2 separate regions of the Mus musculus genome follow, and region 2 is linked to region 1. The links are chromatin contacts, called in public HiChIP or PLAC-seq maps. All regions are on one chromosome and are shown on one strand. The core of a region is the stretch at or near the end of the contact, and the rest is flanking DNA. Distances in the headings are between cores, read along the strand shown. Region 1 has its middle 140 kb from the start of Fam174a. Region 2 has its middle 33 kb from the start of 4930598F16Rik.

Evidence for each region. HiChIP or PLAC-seq counts read pairs in DNA pulled down with a chosen protein or histone mark.
Region 2: an H3K27ac HiChIP or PLAC-seq map of the HPC-7 cell line shows a contact between it and region 1, with 9 times the contacts expected there. The contact joins two enhancer-like sites. A contact is called at or near these places in 1 of 484 Hi-C or Micro-C datasets (the HPC-7 cell line) and 3 of 115 datasets of contacts at active chromatin or transcription factors (the HPC-7 cell line, large pre-B cells and neural progenitor cells).

What each region holds. Positions count from the first base shown.
Region 1 is chr1:95,446,888-95,454,257 of GRCm38.p6, forward strand. No RefSeq gene overlaps it. Among named protein-coding and RNA genes, the nearest start is that of Fam174a, 140 kb to the left of the region's middle. Within about 2 kb of position 4,119, at least 117 of the 459 cell types and tissues checked have an H3K27ac peak or open chromatin away from gene starts, as enhancers often do. A contact at or near this core is called in the HPC-7 cell line, where this site is marked.
Region 2 is chr1:95,745,334-95,752,703 of GRCm38.p6, forward strand. No RefSeq gene overlaps it. Among named protein-coding and RNA genes, the nearest start is that of 4930598F16Rik, 33 kb to the left of the region's middle. Within about 2 kb of position 3,813, at least 10 of the 459 cell types and tissues checked have an H3K27ac peak or open chromatin away from gene starts, as enhancers often do. A contact at or near this core is called in the HPC-7 cell line, where this site is marked.

The sequences.
Region 1 (7,370 bases), core at 2,869-5,368:
GGGGGGTACTGGCTGTTACATATTGTTGTTCCTCTTATAGGGCTGTAAAACCCTTAGGCTCCTTGGGTCCTTTCTCTAGCTCCTCCACTGGGGACCCTGTGCTCAGTCCAATGGTTGGCTGTGAGCATCCACCTCTGTATTTGTCTGGCACTGGCAGAGCTTCTCAGGAGACAGCTCTGTCAGGCTCCTGTCAGGAAGCACTTGTTGGCATCCACAATAAAGTCTGGGTTTGGTAACTGTATATGGATGGATCCCCAGGTGGGGCAGTCTCTGGATGGTCTTTCCTTCAGTCTCTGCTCCATATTTTGTCTCTGTATCTCCTCCCATGAGTATTTTGTTCCCCCTTCTAAGAAAAACTGAAGCATCCACACTTCATTCTTTCTTCTTCTTGAGCCTCATTTGGCCTGTGAGTTTTATCTTGGGTATCCCAAGCTTTGGGGCTGTCATTATAAAAAGTATCAGATTTCTGTAGATTTTGATCCACATTTCATTTTGGTAGATTCTTTCCCTGTCCACTCCACAACTGCTTTGCTTATTCTCTCCTAATATGCCTCATTCCACTTTCAAAGCAATGGATTCCAATGCCCTCCTCATTCCCCTACCCCCAAAGCTCTTTGCTCTAATCTCATGGTTTATTTCTAGTTTTATGAAACTAGAATGTTTACTCAAGTTAAAACTGAGAGACAGAGGTGCCAGTGTGGAGAAAAAAAAATGCTATTTTTTTCTCCATGACCTATGTGAGCCTTAGGAAACTTTAAGGCCCATCCAGGTTGGGCTTCAACCATCAGCTCATACAGCTTTGTTGCCAGAATATGACATGTCAGTCTTTCAGGCTGCAAGACTATTTAAGATAGTTTCTAGTAAAGACAAACATAAGTGATACCTTCCACACATTCTTTATGGAGAATGAAATAGCCATCTTTCTTCTGCAGTAACATAGTCTATTCTAGGTGTCTCAGTAATATTTTGGCTTCTTATTAGGTCCTTTTTGGTCTTAGTTTATTTGTCAATGCTCTGGTTATTTTGGTTCTAGAGCTAGAGACATAGCTTCATGTCTAACTGAGGAACAGAGTACAAGCACATTCTTAATCACTTGTGAGCTGTGTTTATGTTAGAATCATTACATGACTGTGCAGGATCTGTGCATGCTGCTTCAGGCTCTGTTAGTCCATTGAGAACTCATGTTGATTCAGAGTGGTGGTTCTCAACCTGTGGGTGATAAACGTTTTGTAGGGGTCCTATACCAGATATCCTGCATATCATATTTTATATTAAGACTCATAACAGTAGCAAAATTACAGTTATGAAGTAGCAACAAAATAATTTATGGCTGGGGCGTCACCATGACATGAGGAACTGCATTAAAGGGTCTCAGCAATAGGAAGGTTGAGAACCACTGGTAAAGAGCATTTTGCTTTTTGGTCTCTTTAAATTGTCCTATGCTCATAGGCTCTTTTGTTCTTTACTCCACCTCTTCTGCCCAGTTCTTTAAATCCTGAGAGGAGGGATTTGAGGGAAACATCCTGTAGGGCTCAGCATTTCAAAGTCTCTCACCCTGTGCATGGCTTCTGGCTGTGGGTCTCTTTATTTGTTCCCATCTGTTGCTGGAGGAGGCTTCCCTGTATAGAAGGCACTAGGTAGTCAGCATAATTGCCAATGTATAGAAAGAGCTCAGTAGTCACTATTATTGCTTTAAATGTTTTCTGACAATGATTCCCATTTTCCTTGAACCTTCTCTTTGGGTTTTCCTCTGGCATATACACAAAAGGAAAGACATAAAACCATACAGATTTTAGCCTTCCCTAATTCATCTTCCTGCTCCTTTTCAAATTTTCTTACACTTAAATTGGCTAATTATTAATATGAGTGTCATCATATTTGGGATATTTTCAAGTTTTTTGGTAGATGAGTCCTATAGAATATGTACACTCAAATATTTTTCATAGGGCTAAGATAAAGTAAATAAAAACACGGTGAGAAGAGCTGCCCAGTTCACACACACTTAACAAGTAAGCCAATGGTTCTCAACTCCCTACACTCAACTTCTGCACTGTGGGCAAAATGGTACCTGAGCTCACTTCTGAATCAGCCAAGCGCTGAAGCCTTGTGGGGTTATAATTAGACAGATAATAAAATGGGGCTCCTATCAAATTTTTCACACATTTTAACACACCTGACAGTCTATCCAAAGGATGTGTCTCTCAAGACAGACTTGCTATGGATGGCTGGGTTTGCCAAACCACCAGAGCATGAAATCAATCCTGCTTATCAGCATCCAGCCCATGGAAGCATGCTTCTGGGAGCCGGAGTCCATGGCTCAGAGCTTTCTTTGGCTGTGCTCAAAATGAAGACAAAGATTGTGCACATCAATTCCACTTAATTAGCTTTTTACATGACTTACATTTCTCTTACGTAGGCTAATTAGAAACATGCTAGAAAATCAGCTCTCCCCCACTCTGGAGAGTTCACAGGCATTTCTGCAAACACACTCACTAAAATCAGCATCCTTAACTTCTCTGCTGCAATGGCTCAGGCTGGAGGGTAGTTCCCCATTGAGATACAGTTGCTGTACTATTAATTTTGTTCTTTACTTTCCTCTCTCCAGGAAACAGGCGATTTAATTCGCGAGAGTGCTCTGAGGCACCGTGCTTATGTTGTTGAGCAGATTTATGTAGTGCCTGTGTTGAACAACACAGTACTCTGACTTGAAATCACTGTGTTTTGCACTCATATGAAGTTAAATACAATTTTTCCAAAGTGTATTTAAATAAGTGCAGAGGGGCTGGCCCAATATCAAACAAAGTGATCTCCTGTGTGCCAACATTGTTTTCTATTTTTTAAAAAGGCACTATATGTTTATTGAAGATCTTTCATAATTGTTGAAGGTATCAAATATGTTTTAATAGATCATAGAATTAGTATACAATACTAAGAGCAACAAACTCTAACTTTATAAGCAACCATACTAGAAAATTTCAAAATGACACACAGCATGGATTGTAGTTTACAATTAGCAGATACAAGCAAATCAGTAATGTCTTTGTGGAAGGAAGTTGCCTTCCTCTTTCCAATAGCCCATTTAATTTGTAGTTTCACATAAACTAAAACTTAAGGCTTACTTCTTCTTTGACCACAGTATAACAATTTAAATTACACATCATGAAGAAGAATTGATAATATAAATTCCACACATATGGAACCAATAGCATCTTTCTGACATGGACTTTCTAACGAGTTTGAAGAGAGCCAGATACGTGGTGAATACAAACCAGGACACTTGCCCAGTAGGCTTCAGTGTCATGGACTCACATTCTCTTTGATATCAGTACTGATAGGATATTAGAAAAAGATCAATGACCTTTTGTACTCCAATCAAAATGTTCTATATTCATGAATCATTGTAGCTAAAAAAAATAAAAACAAAGACTACCAGAAGAAAGGGAATAGCAACATAAAAAATATACTCTTTAACATTTTTCTTCTCTCAATGAAGGACTGCTCACAAAGGTTGAGACTGTACAGGCTAATCGCGATGAAATTCTGTCCAAACTGAAGCAAGTAGTTTATCTATGTGTGAAAATCACTGCTTTTGGAATTTGAGAGGTCTAAACCATGTCTCTGACTCTCTGATTAATACTATTTGTATTCTCTGAAGCAAGAGACATTGAGGACATTTTGGAATTCAGATTCGCCAACTTAAAATAGATATAATAGCCTGCATTTTGAATCATTATTAAGGATAATATGTGTTTGTGTAGCTCAACTGTGGGAGGAGTGAATATACTTTGTACTTTAGACTCATCATAGATGATGAGCATTTCTTCTGCAGTATTTATCAGAGTTTTTCAAAGTTGGGCTTATCTCTTCATGCATATATGCTTCCGCATACACCTGATTCTTTGTATGCCTATAGGCTTTTTTGTAAGCTATAGTCTCCAAGTATATGGTATCTATGCAGATTTAATTAGTTGTGTGGCCAGTGGTTTTTGGTGTTGTTGCTGTTGTTTTGAAACTTAAACACAATTCTAGCTTGTGGACATCCGAGAAGGGCACTGAAAAGATTTTCTCCTCTCTGCTTCAGAAAGGCCAGAAGCAGGAAGTAAACAGAATTAGTTCAGTTTCAGCTACACAGATGCAATTTCCTCTTCTTGGGGATAATAACTATTCAAAGCTGATGGCTTTTAAAGAGCAAACTGTTACCCAATTTCCTTCCTCTTTCATCAGTTTTTAAAATGTTTATCTGTGGAAAACACTGTAAAGGCTTACACTCAAATGATCATGTTCCTTGTGGCCATTTACTAGTACACATCCTGCCCACAACTGAGAAAGCAACATCAGAGTGTTACTGCATGCAAAACTGTGCGAGGAAATGCTCCTGTGCCTTCTCACGCGTAGTGCTGACCACTGTCCCTCAGGTGGTTTTCTTGTCACTCCAGTGTTAAGGTGAACTTTATAGACAAAGGGAAGGTGATTAATTTACAAATTATATCGTATTATTAGGAGTTAAAAATCAAATTCTAATATTCCTACACAAGCTTTCCTGAAATGTTTTCTATGGAAAATGCTGAGACGATTTATGAACGCAAACTTACCTGCCCCACCTGAAATATGATGGCAAACCATAGGAACCATTGTGTACATAGATGAAATATTTGTCCTCTTGCTATAACATATTATTTCTAGATGCAAATTTCACTGAAGTAACATTATAACAATTCAGTCTTTGGGTACCTAATTCATGGTCATAGTTCACTGTTACATGATCATAACCATTTTTTCTAACTTAACCTAAGTTAATTCTATTGGAATACTAACTTACAAGCTGCAGTAAGTTTTAAATTTTCCTGTTTTCTTGTTCAATTTGCCAGCATTGTGAGCAGATCTGTATATTATGCACTCAGTACATACTCTAAATGTATTTGCATAAGGAGTAAGTAAATTAACAAATTAATGTTTGAAGTAAATGATAAAGCTAAAACTATTATATGTTTTTAGAAATCAGCAACAAAGCAAGAAATGCTACTTTGTTCTTAATTGTTCTATATAAATACTTATAATAATAGGTCGCCGGGCAGTGGTAGCTGTAATTCCAGCACTCCAGAGGCAGAGGCAGAGGCAGGCGGACTTCTGAGTTCGAGGCCAGCCTGGTCTATAGAGAAACCCTGTCTCGAAAAACGAAAATAAATAAATAAATAAATAAATAAATAAATAAATAAATAAATACATACATACATACATACATACATACATAAATACATAAATACATAAATAAATAAATACATAAATACATAAATATGAGGTCGACCAGTTGTCAATCCTTTAGGTTTTTGTTTTTAATTCATGTGATTAATAGATAGATAGATAGATAGATAGATAGATCTGTTCTTTTTCCTTTTCATCTTTCCTATAACACTTCAAAAGTTCTATCAATTGTGATAAACGATTTGTTTTATCATCTGTTTCTTGGAGTCACCAAAGTTCATACAATGTTATTTATTATTACCTAAGCCAGCTTGATAATATGTGTCTTACTAATGTGTTGACATTGCATTTGCTAAGACCTGAAAAAAATAATAATCCTAGCTAGCATTCAAACATAGAAGAGGGAAATCTCACAAGACCACACCATTAAATGAAGAGCTACAAGAAATTAATGGCTGCTGATGGAGGGAGACTACATCCTCTCTGGAGACAAACTTCTCTGCAATAGATTACCTAATCCCAAGTGGTCATTTCTAAAGACACACAAACACACACACACACACACACGCACACACACACTATATCTACATCTATCCTACATCTATCTATATCTGTATCTGTATCTATAAGCAACACTAAAGATACTCAATGTGTTATATTTATAAATTCATATAAATAGAAATGTATGTGCAAATTGACACACATGTAGTGTGTGTGTGTGTATTTCAAATATAATAGTTAAAGAATAAGAGACCAGGAATTTAAGACACAGAAGCAAGGCAGATAAAGGAGGAGATGTTGGGGAGAGAGAGGGATAGAAATGGTTTAAATACCATATTCACATATGAAAGTCTAAAAAAATACATAAATAAAAGCAAAAGGAACCTTTACTTATTATAGTTGCAGTTGCTTTAGACAAATTATCCTAATTCAATATCTGTCTTATTATTTCTTTAATTTAAAATATATGGGTCTGTTCTGATGATTAATATTGTACTGCCATGAATATTTGGTATTAAGAATATATTTTAAGGAAGTTGAGACACAAAATGTTCAGTCTTCAGGAAGTAAACTATTAAAATGGAAGCCAAGGCATGTACAAGGTGAGATGACCCAGGAAAATCTGAAGTCCAAGGCCACCCTATATAATAACAGTCCTAAGGACTTAGTTTTGGAAAAATGCCTTGTCTGTTTCCTTAGGTCCTTGGAGAATTCATTGTTTTACTTCTGCATATGAGAATACATGTGAGAATAATACTTCCAAAAAGCAAAATAAAATAATATTTTTGCATTTTGCTTGATTCACTCATGTTTGTCTTTGAAATTTAATAACTCAAGTCTCCTTGTTACAAGTACTTTACATGTTCAGAAACATCTATAATTTTATGCTTACTGTTTATTTAATACTTTCTAGTTCTCTTTGTCTACTCCCCATACACTCCACCCTCCCCATCTCAATCTCTCTACAATGCTCTGCTGGGCTGACACTTGCAGTGACCTCCTGCTTAAGGTTTCCAAGTGTCCTGATTGCAGATTCCAGCTGCGAAGACAGGTTTTGCTTTTTAAAGTCTAGAGCTGTAAAAAGCAGATGTCGCAAATCTTGTTTTTCTGTTTTATTACAATATGAATCACTTTGATAACATATACATTTATTAGTATATAACCTTAAGGATATATCTTATGCATGCTTACGTGTAGTAGCAATAACATTTGCAAAAAATGAATGCATAGATTTCTTTTGCCTTGCTTTGACATACTTAGTTCTTAACAATCTCTTAATTTGGCCTGGTGGTGAGACATAATTTTGAGAATGACATACAACTTGGAGGATGAATTCTCATCCCATGACAATGTCATTACCCCTGTGGCAGTTCCAGGTTCTCTGTGGTTATCCACTCCTGCCATTATGTCAATTACAGATCTAGATAACTTGTCAGAACAGAAGTTTTATTTGTCAAGGTAATTTTTAAAGATTATTTTTCTATTCCTAAACAAATTGATGGTGGGTATTGATAACCATCCTGGAAGATCAGAACAATTATTTAGCTTGTAAATATCTTTAGATTTGCTATTTGCTAACTCATATATTGTGAACAAAAATTAAGTTTAAAAGCCATAGTTTATCCAAATCAATAGCATTTCTGCGATTATAAATTTGTGATTTATAT
Region 2 (7,370 bases), core at 2,563-5,062, 300 kb after region 1:
GCCATGTATTAGTACAGCTTGGGTACAGGTCTCATCTTATCACTTCATCTGAGGAAATAAAAGTAACATTTACAGCGGATCTGAGTATGTATTCATAAATAGATACAAGAAAAATAATTTTGGGTCTCAAAAAGATCTCTGTATTAGATTATATTCTCCTTAAAGAGATAGCACATATTAAAATAAAAAGAAAAACAAATTTCAAAACGTGTAGATCTTTGGTTAAACTTTGTACTAATATTATTTTCTTTTATTATTTTACAGGAAATATCATTTCTTTTTATTAAAATGTTACATTAATGTTGTGAAAGACTTGAAAGTATTCGGTTCTCTCATCATGTGCTTACTTCTACTAGTCAGTGAAAGCACATTATATAATATATATTAAACACCATTGAACAAAAATTAATGTTAATTTGAGCTAAGAGCTGGTGATTTTTTTTCTCTGTGGAGTCATTATCTATCTTCATATGAATGCTGGGAAAAGCAAATACACATAACAAAACACACACACATCTTTATATCCATAAATATGTATTGCAGAAACATTGCACAGGACAGGACACATATGACAGAAAGTGCAGACTAGACTCACCTTGGATTGTCTCCAGAGGAAGCATCAATTTTTGGAGTTCAGCTGGACAGCCAGAGATACTGGAGAAACCCCAAAGCATCTGGAGTCTTTAACCTGGAGAAAGGAATGGTGCATGAGCCTCAAAGATAGCAAATCACAGTGATAACAGACTATGGGTTCCATCAAAATTGATAAAGATAGGATTCAAGTAATAGAAGCTTCCACATGAAAGGAGAGACTCAAGGATAGAAGAGATGCTGAAAGACATCAACCCAAATGATACAAAAAGCTGATCTCTCCTGCATGAGAACAGCTCAAGAAACTGGCTGAAAAGAACAGATCATTCATAAGACTGGCAGGCTGGAAAACTTAGATGCTGAAATGGCTATGTGCTGAAAGACTGATGGTCAGGCCTGCAGTTATGAAGGATCATCTCATCAATGGATCTTCATAAGGACAGTTAGATTGAAAATTTTGTGGGATTGATAATTGTTTTTACAGGGACAGCTTTACAGAGTCAGCATTCAGCAAGAATAAGAAAGGATAAGCTTATTCAGCAGCAAGTCTCAGAAGCTGAAATATCCTAGGCCTTGGTTAGATCATAGAGAGGCTAAACGCCAGGAGAACTAGACCTAGATTAGCAAACCTTAAATGGAACCAGAATGTAGCTAGCTATCTTTATAACATTCATACCACCATTGAAATAGCTTTAATGTAAACAATCTTATTTATTTTTCTTGAGGTTAATTAAGGAATAATAAGAAGAATTGGAAACAAATAGTTCTTCAAGAAGTAAGTGCCACAGAGGAAATGTAAATATACACTGTTATATGAATGTGAAGAAGCTGAAAGGGCTCACTCCTGTGTCACTCCAACAATCTGACCTGCTGAGAAAAACGATATAGATAGACAACTATCTATCTGAGAGTTAAGTGGAAAGAAGGGGATAATAAATAGGGAGAAGGTATATTGTAATAGTAGACATAGATGTTATATTTTGTTGATGACTGTTTTATAAACAAAATTTTATAGCACATGGAGTGAATCTAAAGATAATATATGAAGTTTAATCAATAATTAGATATGAATGTTGGTTAATTAGCTGTCAGAAAATATAGTACATTTATAAAATTTAGATCATGTAGAAACTCTGTTTGCTCCTTCAATTTTCTGCTCATCTAAATGGATTGAAGTCTGTTAACTGAGAAAATACTAAAGACAGTAATGAACTCCAGATAGATCCTTTCTTATGAACAGAAAAAACTATTATATGGTTGTCATTTTGAAGGATTAAAAATACTCATGAGAGACATAAAAATATGTATTAGATAATAGGAAATAGACTCACCAAAAAAATTAATCATGGTTCTCATTTCAGAAGTTTCATATTTTGGGAAGAACAGAAAGACAGTAAATGGGTGTCTTAATCTTTATTTGTTCAAAAATGTCATGGAGAAAATTCAGAGAAGAATGTATCAATTTTCAGCCAAGCAGCCAAATGTCACCCGTGGTGTTTTAATAAGAGTTTCTCTAATTCCGGAAACTGATTAGACAGGTGATAGAAAAGATAAAATGTCAAGTGAATGTTGCAACAACCCAGAGATGACTAATACTAAGAAACAGAACCAACAGAAATCTAGTTAAAGAGTGGGGGAAGGGAAGTATAAAGTATAGAATAAAGTATAAGCTTTGCAAAAGTTTTGGTTAGACAATTCTTGTTTGAAATAATGGCTTAAAAACACTGAGCCCAAAACATACTAGGAGAATATCCTTTTATTTCCGCCTTATTTTATTGTGTTTATTTCTAATTAGGTATATGTGAGGATAGGGATGTGGACTTGAACAGTTTTAGACATGGGTGAAACTTGAATCCAGTATCTAGCTTTCTTGAAAGCAAACTAGAAGATATATAGTTAAGTTAAAGGAAAAAATGACTGAAACCCAATTTGGATAACATAAACATTTAGATGGAATACAATGAAATCAATATATAAACCCAAATAAATCTGGGTGAAGACATTGAAAAGTTAAGTTTTGAATTCTAAACACAAAAGGGATTTAATGGTATCAGTAGTTATAAATTTATTTTGTTTGTATGTGTGTGTGTGTGTTTGTGTGTGTGTGTGTTTGTGTGTGTGTGTGTGTGTGTGTGAGTGTGTATGTGTGCATGCCTGCTGTGTGGGGGGAGGGGATTCTACATACAAGGAAAAACAAATTTAATGAAAATGGATTTGTCATAAAAAATTATGGAGAACAAAAGAAAATGCACTATAATTCATAAATGCTAAAAGATAAACAGCTATAAATCCAGGATTCTGTATCCAGAAAATACAGATAATTATTGTGAACAGAAATACACTAACTTCATGAATAAAGAATATTAAACAATAGAAAGTGCTTCTAAAATTATGTAGTGAAAGTATTTGATCAACTGTTCCAGACCCTCCCCCACCCATCCTTTAATTATCCATTCTATTTCCCTTCCCTAACAAGATCTCTCTGTATCCTATAGTCCCTTACTGTATACCCATCCCACATAGTTCTATGGATTGCCACTTGGTTATCACTGAGTTAACAGTATCCACATATAAATTAATGCACACCATATTTGTCTTTCTGGGTTTAGGATACCTCACTATGGATAATTTTTTACTAGTTCTATCCATTTACCTAAAAAGTTCATGATGGCTGAGTAGCACTCTATTGTGTAAATGTACTATATTTTCAGTATCCATACTTTGGTTGAGGGACATCTAAGTTGTTTTCATATTGCAAATAATGTTGAAATGGACATGGTTGGACAAGTGTCCTTGTGGTAGAATAAAGCATTTTCTTTTGATACATGCAGAAGAATTGCAGGGCTAGCTGTTAAAGTAGATCAACTCTCATCTTCCTGTGGAATGGCCACACTGATTTCCATAGTGGCTGTACAAGTTTGCACTCCCACCAGAAAAGGATGAGTGTGCCTCTTACTCCATACCCTCACCTACATGAGTTGTGACTTGTTTTCTTTATTTTAGCCATTTTGATAAGTATCAAAAGTATAAAGTATTATCTCCATCTAGGGACTAGGCCTGATTTCAAAAAGAAGGACCATAAGTTCTAGGAACTAGACCATAAGGCACAAGCTCCAGGAACAGACCATAAAATCTAGAAACAAGGTCATAAAATCCCCTCCCAAAGAACAGCCTGGGGATAACCACAAAAATGGGGAAGTAGCTTATCCCAGAATGCAGCCTTATCTTATACTATTGTTAATCATTCAAGACAGAGGAATGCAGACTACTGACCACCTGAGACTACCTAGCCCCCAGCAATGAAATTTTAGATTACCCAATCCTTCTAGAGAGTTCCCCCAGTTCCCGATAAGAAGGCCTGCATGCCTTTCTCTGGGGTTGCCATTTCAAATATTGGTTGATCCCTGCATTCTGATTGTTTCTGCAGAATAAACGCTCTTTGTTCTGGCATACTATCTGTGTCTGGAGTCTTCCTTCAGCAATTTTGATTTTAATTTTCCTGATAGCTAAGGATGTTGAGCATTTCTTTAATTGTTTCTCAGGCATTTGAATTTCATCTATTGAGAATTCTCTGTTTAGATCTGTACCCCATTTTAAAATTAGATTATATGTTTTTTGATGATATCTTCTTTCCCAAGTTCTTTATATATCTTTGATATTAGCCTTCTATTGGATGTCTAGCTGATAAAAATATTTTTCCAGTTGTGTGGACTGCTCTGTTCTAATGATGATGTTCTCTGTCATGCAGAAGGACCTCAGTTTCAAACAGTCCCAGGAATTAATTGTTGATCTTAGTGCCTGTACTAATGGGTCTGTTCAGAAAGTCTTTGACTGTGCTAATGAGTTTAAGGATATTGCCCCAATTCTCTTCTGTTAACTTCTACCATATTGTTTACAGAGAAGTACTCTTAGCCTACTAAAAGAGAAGTGTAAACAACAGTCACAAACTCTTTGATCTACAATCTATACTGCCTGCAAGATATACTAGTACAATGGTGGTACAATGCTGGTGACAGTAACCAACCACTATCAAATTTGAATTAAAGTTCACTCCATGAGATGGAAGCCTTACTCTATACAACTTGGATTGCTTAAAACAAGAGACTAGATAACCCAAGGCCCTAGGGAAAAACCAAATACAACTAATCTTAAAGACAAGTAGTGATAAAATGATTGCTAATGGAATACTACAATATTCACAGACTGCCTTCTCCTACAGCAGAAAGGAAGAGTTGTAAATACACTATGCAGAGTGAGACACTTTATAAACTCAGAGGTCAACAGGGTGTTTCAGAGCTCAGGGAATCCTGCAGAAGAGGAGGCAGAAGGAATGAAAGAGTCAGTGGGAATTGTACTGGCTAGTTTTGTGTCAACTTGACACAGGCTGGAGTTATCACAGAGAAAGGAACTTCAGTTGAGGAAATGCCTCCATAAGATCCAGCTGCAAGGCATTTTCTCAATTAGTGATCAAGCGGGGAAGGTCCCCTTGTGGGTGGTGCCATCTCTGGGCTGGTAGTCTTGGTTCTAAAAGAGAGCAGGCTGAGCAAGGCAGGGGAAGCCAGCCAGTAAGGAACATCCCTCCATGGCCTCTGCATCAGCTCCTGCTTTCTGACCTGTTTGAGCTCCAGTCCTGACTTCCTTTGTTGATGAACAGCTTTATAGAAGTGTAAGCTGAATAAACCCTTTTCTCCCCAACTTGCTTCTTGGTCATGATGTTTTGTCCAGGAATAGAAATCCTGACTAAGACAGGGATGTAGGACAGCAAGAAAACAAGATACTCTAAAATTTAGAGTCTAAATCAACAACAGCAAAGCTCATATGACTCCAAAGAAACTGAAGCAGCACACACAAGGCCTAGTCCTTGGATATATATTATGCCTTACAGTTTTCTGTTTTTATGGGATTCCTGAGTGTGTGAACAAGTGTGTCTCTGATTTTTATTTCTTCTCTTGGACTCTTTACCTTCTATTGATTTGCTTTGTCTGACTCCACTGTTATAGTTTTTGTTTTATTTCATTATATTTTATTATTGTCTCTTAAAAATCTGTTCTGTTCTAATGAGTGATGGGAACAATGTATAAGAACTGAGGTGAGAGAGGAACAGGGAGAAATAGTTAGAGGGAAAAACCATAATCAGGATAAGAAAAGAATCTGTTTTTGACAAAAGGATAAAATAGTATTGTATTAATATATTGGCAAGTATATTAGCTGCCTAGGGCATAAGGCTTGTTTGCATAATAATGTACATGTTTTATATTTCTTCTTCAAGGAATGTTCTCCTGGTTAACATTAATGACTCCATGCAATCAGACAGCATGAGTCCAGGAGGTGAAAGTAGGGCTAATGTTTCAGCAAAATGATGAATGCTGGGACCTTCAGGAATATAAGGGAATGGAGGTAGCTAGACTATGAAGCAGTTAGTCAGAATACAAAGGCAGGCAGATTCCTGACTTCAAGACAGCAAGGGACTGGCACAGCTGTGATAGAAATGGTAATTTCAGGACAGGGTCCCACCCAGCTAGTTTACCTTCTGTTTGTGTGTGTGTGTTTTTTTTTTTTAAACATTTTTTATTAGCTATTTTCTTCATTTACATTTCAAATGCTATCCCGAAAGTCCCCTGTACCCTCCCACTACCCTGCTCCCCAACCCACCCACTCCTGCTTCCTGGCCCTGGCATTCCCCTGTACTGGGGCATATAATCTTTGCAAGACCAAGGGCCTCTCCTCACAATGATGGCCAACTAGGCCATCTTCTGCTACATATGCAGCTAGAAACACTAGCTCAGGGGTACTGATTAGTTCATGTTGTCTGTGTTTAATAGAGCCAGGCAGATCTGTAAATTATTTTGCTGGTGAGATGGCTCAGCGGGTAAGAGCACTGACTACTCTTCCGAAGGTCCTGAGTTCAAATCCCAGCAACCACATGGTGGCTCACAACCATATGTAATGAGATCTGAGGCCCTCTTCTTGGGTATCTGAAGACAACTACAGTGTACTTATATATAATAACTAAATAAATCTTTTACAGAGAAACCCTGTCTCGAAAAAACCTAAAAAAATTATTTTGTAATATTAAAAGAGAATCTGTGCTTGCTGTCTCCTAAGAATTGAGGGGCTCGGGTAGCTAGATGCTGATTCTTAGGATAATCAAAGAAAACCTGAAGTAAATGACTGGATTGGTATGTCAAATGAAAGACTGGGCCTATGATCTTCAGGAGGTGAACTATTCAGAGAGCAATTTTAGAATAGCAAGAGAACTGCTTGGGGAACTGTTTTGAGGATAGCATAGAGAGCAATGAGCTGTCCAGAGAATTTTTTAGAGTAGCAAGAGAGTACTCCTTGGAGAACTGTATGTAGCAGAAGACAGGAACAGAGCTGTCTAGAGATCTCCAGAGAAAGCAGATCACTGAGAAAGAAAGTAGAACAGAGAGAAAACACTGGAAAGCTGTCTCCAGCAGAATACAGGCCACTAGCTTGGACCCACAATTTGACTTCGAATCATCTATTTCACTGTTTCCAGATAGCCCTTCCTCAGAATCCTTCTCCAAGCCAAGACTAGTCCTTGGCAAAATATTACTAATAGAGTAGGATGAAGAGACATAAAAGGAGATATGCTATTTTATTTCAATGTATAAAGTAAAACCAGTGATGTTATTATAAATAATAAAATATGATATATGAATTAGCCATTGTAAAAGTTATGAAATAAAGTTATATTCAAAGTAAACTATAAATAAAAAGCAGAATTCTAAATATTAGATAATTCACATGAAGCAGAA